Regions from separate parts of the Zea mays genome. Here region 2 is linked to region 1. The links are chromatin contacts, called in public Hi-C maps. All regions are on one chromosome and are shown on one strand. Each heading gives the region's core, a stretch centred on a gene start, on an enhancer-like site or on the middle of the called end of the contact. The rest is flanking DNA. Distances are from core to core; before and after follow the strand shown. Region 1 has its middle 68 kb from the start of LOC103650266. Region 2 holds the start of LOC100282366 (Ribosomal protein L14p/L23e superfamily protein).

What was found. A called contact is a pair of places that touch in the nucleus more often than the background predicts.
Region 2: a contact with region 1 is called in a Hi-C map of leaf, with 4 times the contacts expected there. The contact joins the promoter of LOC100282366 here to the enhancer-like site in region 1. A contact is called at or near these places in 7 of 25 Hi-C or Micro-C datasets (bundle sheath, ear, leaf and 3 more).

Annotation. Positions count from the first base shown.
Region 1 is chr3:112,620,066-112,626,348 of Zm-B73-REFERENCE-NAM-5.0, forward strand. No RefSeq gene overlaps it. Among protein-coding and RNA genes, the nearest start is that of LOC103650266, 68 kb to the left of the region's middle. Within about 2 kb of position 3,601, at least 15 of the 20 cell types and tissues checked have an H3K27ac peak or open chromatin away from gene starts, as enhancers often do. A contact at or near this core is called in bundle sheath, ear, leaf and 1 more, where this site is marked.
Region 2 is chr3:113,434,933-113,441,951 of Zm-B73-REFERENCE-NAM-5.0, forward strand. It overlaps LOC100282366 (Ribosomal protein L14p/L23e superfamily protein), which reads left to right and starts at 5,295. Exons shown (of 4, transcript NM_001313847.2): 1 at 5,295-5,384; 2 at 5,910-5,964. The coding sequence starts at 5,931.

The DNA.
Region 1 (6,283 bases), core at 2,351-4,850:
GCGAGGATGGATGTCGATACACGACATGGTTTTACTAGGGGTGAACCATTTCTTTTACCCTAACGTTATCCTCCCTTCCAGGAGAAGCTATCTTTAACCACCTTCCCCCTTGATCTATAAAAGTGGGGAGGGTTGGCCTCTAGAGAGAAAAACACAAGAGACATAGAGATTCTAGCAAGATCGAGACAACCTTTAGATGAACAACACATAAAGACTTGGGACCATTTTCTCTCTCGCCTTCTTGTAACCCCTACTATGAGCAATCAGGTTCTGGTAGCGCGAGCAATCGAAGAATGCAAGTAGGGATAGTCTACCCGAACTAGTATAACTCTTGCACCCACTAAGCACACCATACAGACCTAAAATGCATACACACAAATTTACTCGTCGGTCCTAGTTCCAAACACCGACACCGCACCTCCATGCCTTCCTAGCAGTCATGTCCCCAACCATGCTCGTCGTCAACTTCTTCTACAACATTGCCCTAGATGTGGCGGAGCAGCTCCGTGTGCCCCTATGACGCCGCATGGGGCTCCGTTTTCCAACTTCACTGCTCCCTAACATGTGTTGGATAACCACCCCAAAATAGGTACAACATCTCCCCCTCTCTCTCCAAGTTTCTTCCCATATTTCAAGGACACTCCACCAAAACCAAAGTATGCTTAATGATATGATTATGATATGGTGACTTTTAAGTGCACAAATCCAAATTTTGGGCAATTTTCTTGGACACTAGAAACCTCTAGATGATTGGAGTTTTGCTCCTAAATTGATATTTATGATAGGCTGTATGTTCTCAGGTTTGTTCTGTATTAACTATGGCCTTTCCCAAATGATGTTGCACCCAACAATTGATTGGGTGTGCTGGACTCAAACTACCAAACAATTGTGTGCAGTTTGAACAGATCCAATTATTAAGGCATGAGAGGTACACAAACAAATTAATTTATAGGTCCATGCAAACATAGTTGTCTTCTCAAGTATTTTAGCTGCAGTAATTCATGTTTGGACTTCAAAGAGCCTTGCTTTTATGCAAAGCCTCTTGATGTGAACTACAATATTTTTATTCATTAATGATGCACGATTCAAGAACATTACACAAATTTCAGTTTTTGTTGTTGTGCCATATAAAATGATGTATTTGATGTCATAAACAATTGTGTTTACCTAAAATAATCGCATATATAGAGTTAGATGTTGATTTATCTTATGATCATGTGTGGTCAGGCAGGAAAATGAATTTGGTAATAATGCCAACCTTACACTTTTCGTACCCTTTGTTTGATATTTTTTTAAACAAGATCTTACGCCATGCACATTTGTTCATACCAATCTTGTCAAGTTTATTTCTTTTACTTAGACCTTAATGTCAGTGCAAATATACTAATAAATATCTAACATTTTAGATCATGTCTGCTTTGATGAGCAAGACAAGCCAATCATCATCTCAGCCTTTTTTGTTTTCCTCGAAAGAAAATTTGGCAAATCTATATTTTGGTAGTAAAAAAACTCAACTCTACCCTTTGCGTGTTTTTAGAGTCTTCATGGTTTCTTGGGTGCTTTGCTCTACTATATAACATACTTTGGTGATTTCATTATTCATAATTTAATACTCTGGTCAACATGAATATCAAATGTGTTTATTTCTTCATGTTCTAGTTGACTTTCTCATCGATACAGAATGAATCATAGACCTCTAAAAGAGGTCACACCTCATTCACATCAATGGACTATTGGAGTTAGGACTATCAGGTTTTTTGAATGCAAAAGAACAATCACCTAGAGTTAGAATAGATTTTATTCCCATTGATGGGTTGGTGCTCCATTTCTATGTTTGGTTAGTTATTTAGTCACACATATCATTTTTGCTTATGCTTTGTATTAATTTGGACAAGGAAGCATGTTATAATAAACACAAAGGTAAAAGTAAAAAAAGGATCAACCAGCTCCATACACCTGCCACACAACGCCACCTTGACCCGATTGGTATTTTCCCTTTTTTCATCCGATTAGTGTCATCTTAACATGTTCTTAACATATCAATATGTTTTACCTTAAATGTTATTAGGTCACAGATGGCAGGAGAGAAGGGGACATCAAGGATTGGGACATAGACAGTGATGACCGGTGACATCGAGAGATAGAAATTCATAGTTAGTTAATTTCACAATATAAAAACTACTCCTTTTCCACTAAGAATGGGAAGGTTATTGTTCCTGAAAACAAAAAATTGTAGGAGTATATGTTTTAATATTAGCATTTCTATTATGTCATAAACTAATTGTGACAGTTGGTTTTACCGTGGCTACATTGTCTGTATTGTTCTTGTCACATTCTTGTCACAAGTATATGAAGGCTCCTTCAAATCTTTTGAACTCATGAAATGTTGGATGCTCATTGTTGATTTGGTATTTATTGTGGGTGCATACTGAACTATGTTTCTCTATAAGCTCTTATATATTTTTCTTGTGGCTGTTGGATGTATTCTAAACATTTCCTTTTTGTTTCAAAACTCTTTGTTGTTATATTAATGTTTAGAACCATCTCTTTTTCAGGAATAAGAGAAAGATGAGGTTGTTAGGATGAGGAACACTTCCTGATTGATTTAATAAGATAGTTGAAACCTTATTTCCTAATGCCTTCGGTCATCAAGAAATTAAGAGGACACTTCTTATGCTTTTGGGTGATGTTCATAATATAACACATGAAGGTATCAACCTTAGAGGTAACATCAATGTCTATATTGTTGGCGACCCAGGATGCACAAAGTCTTAGTTCCTAAAGTAAGCATTGTCATGGCATTTTCTTTAATCATGTCTTGTTAGGTTGTGTTGAACTTTTCAGAAATTTGATCTTAGTGCTTCTACTTTGCTAGATAACACATTTTACAAATAATGGTAATTATGCATTGTTGCAACTAGGAATCTCAGTTACTTGCTAACTTGTCTATGATCTCATGAATGTATGGTTGGGTTTTAACTGCTTGAACATATTTTGCTAAATGATAATATGGATTATTTGTCTTGAAATGTTGAGAATTCTATATTACAGTTGTTTTCATTTTTGTTTTACTAAAATAGACCTTATATAACTAAACTCTTTCCTTCATTAATCATAACATATTTAAAATGTGATTTTCAATCCAGTTGTGAGATATACTGCTAGTATCGTTCCAAGATATGTTTACATGTCAGGGAAGTCATCATCTGTTGCTGGCGTGACAACGATTTGCTAAATAACTGGAGACCGGTGAATTCTCATTGAGGTACTACCAAATGTTGGAAATATATTTCTTTTTTTTTCATGACAAATATTGTTGAAGGCAAACAAAACATTGAGACATCCATACATGTAATTCGGTTCTTGCTTAGATTTGTGGGTTCAGTTGTGCTCTACATTTCGGAGTAGAGTTGTGATGATTGGTTGTTAAATGCTGTAGGTTGAGATCATGTATACCCTTGTAAATTATTTGTTATATATTATGTAGAAACCGTAGCCACGCATATGTATTTAACTTGTCATGTGTTATTGGACAGCTACACGGGCCGTACATTGCCCAACGGAGCCAAATTGATATCTTCCTGGGCCTCGGAAAGCCCAGGTGCATGCATAACATGCAGCCCACGCCACCCTCCACACACCTAAGCGATTTCACGTGCGTACTGTGTGTGTGTGTGTTTTTTTTTTGGTGCATCCAAGTATATCGCATGTGTCTGTCTACGTATCTGGAGTTTTATTTGACAGTTTGGTCAGTATCAAATCGCACAAGTATCGTAATGGTGCAACTGAGAAATAAGACATCTGTCAAAAAGCACAAGTATATCTCGTGGCCGAATTGCTTTTCATCTGTCGCGTGTCTCCCATCACATCATATGTACAATCAGCTAGCCGTGCATTCCATCTCCCATAGAACATGCAGCTGATAGATGCGTATATGCTAGTGCTAGTAGCTAGGCGATCGAGCATCATATCATCCAATTGATCCATGTTAGCTAGCTAGTTAGTTAGGTCCATGATGAGCTCGATCGAAAACGGCACGAGGCAGAAATGAGCAGCGTCCATGTGACGCCTGACGCCACACGCCACCACTAGATTGATCGCTACAACTGAACTGACATAACGCACGTGGACGTACCTATGCATTCACCTGTAGTTTTAAACGACTCTCCTAAGCATAGATTACCTTATTTTCGAACATTTATCGTTCACTAGTTCATTTTAAAACTAAAACATAACAAAAAAAGCATAAACATATGATAGTCAAGATATCTCCGACGGCTCCTTTGGGAGCCATCAGACATAACGTTATGTCTGACGGCTTCCTACAACCGTCAGACATAAGGTCGTACATCCGACGGCAGTCAGTTAAACTGTCGGACATAACCTTATGTCCAACGGTTGTTAGACAAGCCGTCGGAGATAACCTTATATCCGATGACTCCCAACTCAGCCGTCAGACATAAGGGAGTTTAATCCCATGGCGTCCAACGTTTCATTCCGAGACACATTGAGCCTCTAGCCCACGACGCCGCCGCCGCCACCGCCGCCGGTGCTGCCCCGGCCGCCCCATCGTGCCCTCGCTGGCGCCGCCCCACCGCCGCCGACCCCAGCCCCCGCCCCACCCTCACCGCATGTTAAGTGAGTATTTTTTGTTTGTAGTATTATTTTGTATATGTATATATTGTTTTGTAGTTGTCATTTTTGAGTATTAAATAATTAGTATGTTAAATATTGTTTAGCTTGTTATGTCCGATAACCGGAATTTGATTATGTAATTAATTTAGTTTGTTTTAGTTTACTTAGTGGTGCTTAGATAATTTAAACTTTTAGTTTCTGAGGGTAATTATTATGCCCTCGGAAATAAGGTTATTTTATATGATTTGTCACACATGACAATGTTATTTCGTATATAATATTGTATTGGTGGTTTATTAGTTGAACTACATAATAAGGTACGATGGTTCTAGTTTTTTGTAGTGTATCGTAGTGGGACTTATCCTTTTCTATAGATATAGTGGCGTGATTTACTTAACTAATCAAGTTAACGTCTCGTATCTAGTATGTAGGAGGATCGTCGATAGATGTATGAAGGCTGGAAGAAAAGAGGTGCTCTATTAAGTGAGTGGGTTGCCAAGACTGACGCATTTCTCGGCCATGCTTTTGCTCGATCAGAGACTGGAACCGATGTTAGGTGCCCTTGTAGCAAGTGTCGGAACATTTATTTCCTTGACAGGAGGACTATGTCAATAGATCTTTGTAAGAACGGTTATATGTCTGGCTATGAGGTGTGGGTGCACCACGGTGAGGACCCACCTCCTCGTATTGTATCAGAAGTTCAGTCACATGAAGAGGGGGACTACAATAGGATGGAAGAGATGCTTGATGATGTACGTCATGAGCTTCTACCCGTCAATTCGGAGAACCCCGGTCAACCCTCCAATTAGAAGGATCCTCCTACGCCTGAGGTTCAAAAGTTCTTTGAGCTCCTTAAAGTTGTCGAAGAGCCATTGCACGAGCACACGAAAGTGACCGTCCTTGTGTTCGTGACTCGACTTATGGCTATTAAGTCTAAGTTTGCATTCTCAAACAACTACTACAAGGAGCTTCTGAACTTGATCAGTGATGTACTTCCGGAGAATCACAAGATGCCAGGTATGGATTACGAAAAAATCGATGTCTGTGACAATAACCATATGCTTTTTTGGAAGGAGACCACGAGTGAGAAGAAGTGTACAGTATGTGGTGAGCGTAGATTCGTAGAGTTTGAAAACGATGATGGTTCGACCGTGACGACCGATGTAGCAAGTAAGCAGCTTCGTTACATGCCTCTTATACCTCGGTTGAAATGTTTGTTCATATGCAAGAATGCAGCCAGACACATGAGGTGGCACAAAGAAGGCATACGTGAGAATCCATATGTCATGGCGCACCCAGCTGATAAAGATGCATGGAAGGCACTAGATTCCTTTGATTCTAGCTTTGCTGACGAAGTGCGGAATGCCCGCTTTGGTTTGGCAACAGATGATTTCTCGCCTTTCAATCTAACTGCACCTTCGTACTCTTGCTGACCCGTCTTTGCTATTCCATACAACCTATCTCCAGCTCTTCGTATGAAATATGAATTTATTTTCTTGTGTCCTGTAATACCTGGTCTGGATCATCCTGGAACAAAGATCGATTTGATGATGAGACCCCTGATTGAAGAATTGAAAATTTTGTGGGAAGGAGTTGAGGCGTACGATTGTTACAAGAAATAAAAGTTCAACCTGAGAGCTGCATTTTT
Region 2 (7,019 bases), core at 4,045-6,544, 820 kb after region 1:
AGTTTTAAGTCCTAATTTGTCCTTCTTATTAATTGTCACATTCACTTTAGCCAAACAACCCTAGGTGCGCAAATATGAGATATTTAATTTCTTCTTTTCCCATTCCTCGAATGGTGTGATTTCTTTATTCTTTGTGGAAACTTTATTCAGGACATGACACATAGTCAAGATTGCCTCACCCCACCATTCCTTAGATAGACCTAAAGTCTCAAACATGGCGTTAACCAAATTAGTTAGAGTATGGTTCTTTCTTTCGGCAACCCCATTGGATTGTGGTGAATATGACAATGTCCCTCATGAATAATACCATGTTCCACACAAAAATCAGAAAAAACACTCGAAAAGTATTCTCCACCATGATCAAACCTTAACTGTTTAATTTTCCTCTCAAACTGATTTTCAGCTTCTGCTTTGTAGGTCTTAAAAATAATGCAAAGCTTTGATTTTAAAAGATACACATAACAAAAATCTAGTAGAATCATCGATAAAGTAATAAAAATATCGCTTGCCACCTTTAGTTAATATTTCGTTCATCTCACATAAACCGGAATGTATTAAGTCCAGTGGTGCCAAATTCCTTGCCTTTGTGGCCTTATAAGGCTTCCGAGGTTGCTTAGATTGCACGCACACTTGGCACTTATAACATTTGACTAAATCAAATTTTAGGATTAAATTTAAATTTGCTAGCCGCGAGACACAACCAAAATTGATATGATAAAGTTGTGAATGCCAAATATTCGACTTGTCGTTGTTTCAGAAAACAGGGATACTAAGATTTGTGTTTGGAGGGGAAGTTAGCGTGGACTCAGTCCGAATGGTGAGTCCAGGGGACTCGAGCGATGGATTGAGGCGGTGGGTTTATATTGGTTCAGGCTGGCGCCCTAGTCTAGTATAGTGTTGATCGTAGTATTGCTCTAGAGCGTGTTACAACTGATGTGCTCATGTGTTGCTTTGGAGGATGGAGCACTCTCTTTTATATCTCAAGAGAGAAGCCTTATAGTGGGGTCCCTTCCTTGCTGAAGAGAAGGAGAGCCCAAAAGAGTCAAAGAGAGAGAGAGGGAAGAAGAAGAAGAAGAAGAAAGGCAGCCCTATCCGCCTGGGTCAACGAACTGGGTCCCATTTTTGTGCATATATGTACCCCTGACTTGGCTCCGTCCTCCGTGCCGGTTCTTATATCGAGTCCGTTGATGATGTCCTAGTGGCAGTACATGGCAGGTCCCATGAGTATGTCCTTGGATGTGGTCGTACATGGCGTGGCTTCACCCGTCGCACGCTTTGCGTCTCCTCCCATCCTATACGATACATACGCTCACTATGATGTGTTGTCTCGTCTTTCTCGATACGCGTGCTACTGTTGGGAGTACTATGCTAAGGTCTTCCCCCTGGGCTTGTCTTGTGCAGTGTGTGCACGTTCAGGCGTGGTGTGGTGAAGACGTGTCTTTCGTGGTGGGCATGGGCTCGCTTCACTGGGTTCAGATTTCCACCTCGTGGGCATAGCTCGTGGGCGCAGAGATTCGGTCAGTAGCTCCACCTCACTGACTTGCTCGACGAGGACTTGGTCGACCGCTCCGCCTCGCTAGCTTGTTCGACGGGGACTTGGACAGTAGCTCTTCCTCGCTGGCTTGCTCGGGTGATAACTTGGTCGGTCGCTCTGCCTCGCTGGCTTGCTCGTCGAGGATTTGGTCGGCAGCTCCGCCTCGCTGGTTTACACTGCGTGGACTTGGTCAGTCGATCTGCGTCGTTGGCTTGCTCGGTGGGGACTTGGTCGACCGCTCCGCCTCACTGGCTTGCTTGACGGGGACTTGTTCAGTCGCTTCGTCATGCCGCCTTGCACAATAGGGACTTGGTTGGTCGCTCCTTGTCGTTGGCTTGCTCGGTGGGGACTTGGTCGGCCGCTCTGCCTCATTGTCTTGCTCAGCAGGAAGACTTTAGTCCGCAAGAAGGTTTATTGGCCTTATTTTGGGTATCCTATTCCTAGGTACCCGACAACATCCCCCGAGCAATTTTAATTGCTTGGGGGTTTATTGCGCGGTTTAGGGTCGGACCCTGCCTGCGATTGGTCATCACACACTGAGGGTGGGTCCATTTTTGTTCGGCTACTGCCGATGGTCAAAATCTCGGGTGCGAGCAAGCGCATCTGCTAGATGTAGTCCCCAAGCCCTGAAGCAATTCTTTTGAATCGCTTGGGGGTTTACTTGATGTTTGCGCAATTTAGGGATTGACCCGGTCTACAATGGTTGTCATGCATTGAGCGTGGGTCCACTTTTGTTCGGCTATAGCCGACGATCAAAATCTCGAGTGCGCACAAGCGCATCTGTTAGATGTAGCCCCTGAGCGATTCATGTGCATCTCTTGGGGGTTTACTTGATGTTTGCGCAGTTTAGGGACTAACCCCGTTTGCGATGGTCATCACACATTGAGCGTGGGTCCACTTTTGTTCGGCTACTGCTGACGGTCAAAATCTCAGGTGCACGCAAGCGCATCTGCTAGATGTAGCCTCGAGCGATCATGTGAATCACTTGGGGGTTTACGTGGTATTTGCGTAGTTTAGGGACAGACCTGCCTGCGATGGTCGTCACACACGGAGTGTGAGTCCATGGTGCGCCGGAGTCGGGCATAATCCTCGAGTGGTGATCTTCTGTGTCGATCATCCTCTGAGCACTTGATCCTTGATCGGCACACTTCCCCCCTCGGAAGCCCTTATGAGGTCCTTTTCGAGAGAAGCGTTGCATTTCTCTGACCTAGTCGACACGTGGAAGGTGGCCATCAAACTTCAAACAAGTTATCCAAGTGATATCTGATCACCCTTTGGTAGGGTTTGGTTTCGACAAGTGGGCCCACTAGGAGGCTCGGCCTGGTGGGGGCATCTCATTTAGTCATTCCTTATTCAATCATGTCTCAGCCCTTTGGTCGGCCTAGTCGACCAAAGGGGGCCCTATGGCCACCCCAGCAGTCGAATTTCTGCAAGAGAATGTGAGGTTCGACCTTGGACATGCATGCGAGCAAATGACCTATGTGCTGATCACCTAGATTGCGGCTCACTAGGAGCTTGCTCAGTCCACCCCTCGCTCTGTGTGAGGAGTTTGAGGTGTATTTTGGGATTTTTACCTAAGCAACACGATTTAGTTACTAGGGTAGCACGGTAAAATAGGGGTCATCATGATGCTGCTTGGCGTGGGTGTCTTGATGGGATGCAAAACGGCTCGTTGGGCGTTTCGTGCTCAAGTGGTGTGACTGGGTGGTTAACCGTCCTTCCCCGTTGCCGTCGCTTCTCCTGTCGCGTGCTGCCTCGAAGCTATGTCCGATGCGGTTTGCGCCCAACAAAACGCGCAGTCCTCCACTCGACATCCGAGGCGGCGGTATCCTGGAGCGGCGGATCCTCCTAGGTAGCTCGCGGGGAGCCCACCTTTCAGGCACCACTTGGGTTTCTCGTTCCTACGCATAAAACAGAGCATGAGGGCATTTGGGTTCGGTTACGCTTACCAAAATTTTGTGCCTAAGCATCTGCCTTTTTCCTTCCTTGGCGGCCATCACACACTCCTCTGTTCGTCTTCCTCCCTTTGCTCGCCTTCCTCCCTAGCGATCTCCTCCTATCGTAACTCATGGATGCCTTTCCTTTGTGCACCTCACCCGTGCTCGGCTCGTGGACTTGGAGGGGAAGGGGGTTCCTTCCCCGCGAAACTGATCTCCGATTGGTGCCTGGAGGAGGAAGGCAACACTCCAGTGCTGCGCGACGGCGAGGTCGTGGTGCTTGCCTCCTTTTACGAGCATGGTTTTGGGCTCCTCCTACATTTGTTCATGCAGGGGCTTCTCTTCTACTATGGGTTGGAGCTCCATAACCTCTACCCAAACACCGTCCTCCACATAGCATGTTTCATCACTCTATGCGAGGCCTATCTCGACATGGCTCCCCATTGGAAGCTCTAGAAGCACTTTTTCAGCACGCGGGTGAGCCTTGGCCGGGGCGACCAATTGTTCGTTGGCTCCTTCAACATCTAGCTTCGTGGATCATGAAAATGATCCTACTTGTCAATCCCCCACCCATCCTCCATCCGCAGCTATGAGGGCAAGTGGTTCTACGTTCGGAACCTTGAGAGGAGCGCTCCTATGTTCACCGGGTGTGTCCTGGCGGCCAAGCTCGAGTGAACTTACATCGCGGAGAAGAGGTTCAAGTCGAATATTGCGTACATGTTGGACGTTATTGCCAAGCAAGGCAGGAGAGGCCTCTCCGTCGAGAGACTGATTCACATGTTTGTGCAATGCCGCCTTCAGCCACTCGTGGCCATGCCTGAGGGCGATGTGACAGTTCACTAGCGAGGGCGACTTAGATCGCCACTCCGTCATGAATCTGAGTATGGAGGAGATCGTCGCCCACGTTCTCGCTGTCACGGCACGGGTGAAATAAGACTTCACAGACGAGAGTGGACTCATGCCTTTCAACCATGCAAGGTTGAGTGATCTGGTGAGTTTTTGCTTGTCCTCCACTTCCTCTAGCTCCAGTACACGGTCCAGTACTCTGGGTCCTCGATCGGAGGTGGCTCCTGGGCCTCTGTCCATTCCGCGACAAAGTCGGCAATAGCCTCGGACTTGATCGCAGTTCTAGGGATGTAGCTGATGTCAAGCCCGTTGAGCTTGAGAGACCATTTCGCGATGCGTCCGGACAAATCCCGATTACAGATGATTTCGCCAAGGGGTGCGGTGGACACCACTGATCCCATCTCCTCGTACTCGGACTTTGCAACGCATATCGATTCGAAATCAGGAGTTGATGCAAAATAGATCCGCCCCTCTAGACACCGTACCCGACCGAATTGTGGTACCGTTTAGATAATAAAATGTAACATAAATGGTAATGGTAATGATTCACACTTAGGTACCAACGATAATAAGTTTAAATATGTTGGTATTAATTTCTAGTGAGGTATTTAATTACGATTGAACTTAAACAAACATGATTTAACGTTATTCGTTATCCATCACGTTACCAATATGCGAACCAAACAACACCTGTATTGTTTTTGACTCCCTATTTATTTCGTTGGTTTCCATTTCCGATATATCCATTTTCCAATTTCCAATACTGTCCCGCAAAATAAATGTAAAAATAGAAACGATAGATGTGTTTTCTGACCGCTTTCATCCACGCATAAGGATAGCTTGCACAGCCGTTAGAGATCAATAATAAGAAAGACGAATTCTAAATAAATAAAATGGGCTCCATATTTTAAACGATCTGGGCACCGCTTAACTGTAGGCCCATTACTCTATATGGGCCGGTCGACGATGTCCTGGACAAAAACCTCCTGCAGTCGTTTTCACCTCCTCCCTCTCTCACGGCGGCTTTTCTGGCGACGGCGGCGGCGGCGACGACGAGCAGCCACCTGGTACGCCCTTCCCTACCCTTCCCTTGACTTACCCTGCCTCCCCTTTCTGCTGTGCGAAACTGAGCACTCCAAAACCCTACCGTGCCGCCGCTTCCCCTCCTCTCCTCCTCTCCGCGCCACTCCGTGCTGCCGATCCCTTCCTCTCAACCTGGGGATCGCGGCTGTGTTCAACTTCAGCTGGTGTTCGGATTCTTCGTCAGCGGCTGGCGAGGACAGCTAGAGCGCCCGCCAACAATCTCAGGACTCAGGTTATGGGGGGCAGAGGTTCCTCTTTCTTTAGGCCTTGTTCGGCAGGGGTTGCATGGATTGAGAGGTATTAAATCTCTTTCTATTAAAATTTGACTAGCAAGGGATTTAATCCCCCCTCCCCACCACCACCAAACGGCAGTGTTTTTTTCTCGTTGGGGTTGATAACTGGAACTGGCGTGCCTTAAGCTGTTTGTGTCCGGACCTAACGCACTTACATGCATATGTATTATGCCCAAGTTCAACTCTGATTGCCGTGCACGATATTTTCGTTTGCAGGGGAAGAGCAGGTAGCAGGAAATGGCGGCGTTCCTGAGGTCAAAATGTTCACCAGGTATCAGTTTGAGGGCCTTTCGCTCTGCGATTTTGATTTTATAACGAGGACACGTCACATAGCATCTTCCTTCAGATAATACAATTGATCCAGTTTATATGAGCTTAGATTCAAGGGATTTGCTAAAATTCAGTTATTACATACTCCCTCTGTACCAAAATACATTTCGTTTTTTTTCCTTTTTAGTAGATTCATACAATAATTGGTGTATATGCTCTATATATGTGTCTACATTCATCATCATATAGTTGAATATAGACATAATCACATAAATATCAAGAGCTAAAACAAATACTATTTTGGAACGGAGGGAGTATATTTTATAGTAAAATTTATGTTTTTTGTTGCAATTTCTGTAGGCATAGTCTGTATTTTTTTTAAAAAAAAATTCGAGAATAAAATACCTATTAGATAAAACCACAAATTCAACAAAATTTTATCGATGCTGGCACAAAGATTATTTACAATTATTTCTATAGTTAGACAAGGACAAAAAATTTCTATGTTACAACACAAGAACCGTAACAAATCACAGCGTCTACCCGAAACATACAGCAAGTGCGCGCGTGGTACAACTGTAGTACTCCACAACAGTATGAGCTGGACTCAGGCCATGGACAGCGTGCCACAAATTCTATTACCCGGGAGTCAAGTTTGGCTTTTGGCACCAGGGAATGTATTGTTGATGGTCTGACATTGCCTGAACGGACTATAAGAAGGTGATATTGCGTATAATGTGTGGGATGATATTGCATTAAGCCTTTAGGGAGAATATATAAGAGTACATGACTTGGAGGGCAAGAAGCCTATCGTAGAGATAAAGAAGGTTATCCTAGACACAAGGAAGATTATCCCGGGATTACGATCAATCCTAAATCAACCATATCAGTATTTGCCTAATATACTCTAACATGTCTAATATACTCTAACATGGCTTTTGGGCCCTCGGAATAATGGAGATATCCCCCATAGTCAAAACGCCGGTGCGAATGTTGCGACTGGAGTGGCCCATGTAGACGATAGCCCTTTATGCCGATTATGTCGAGATAACCGAG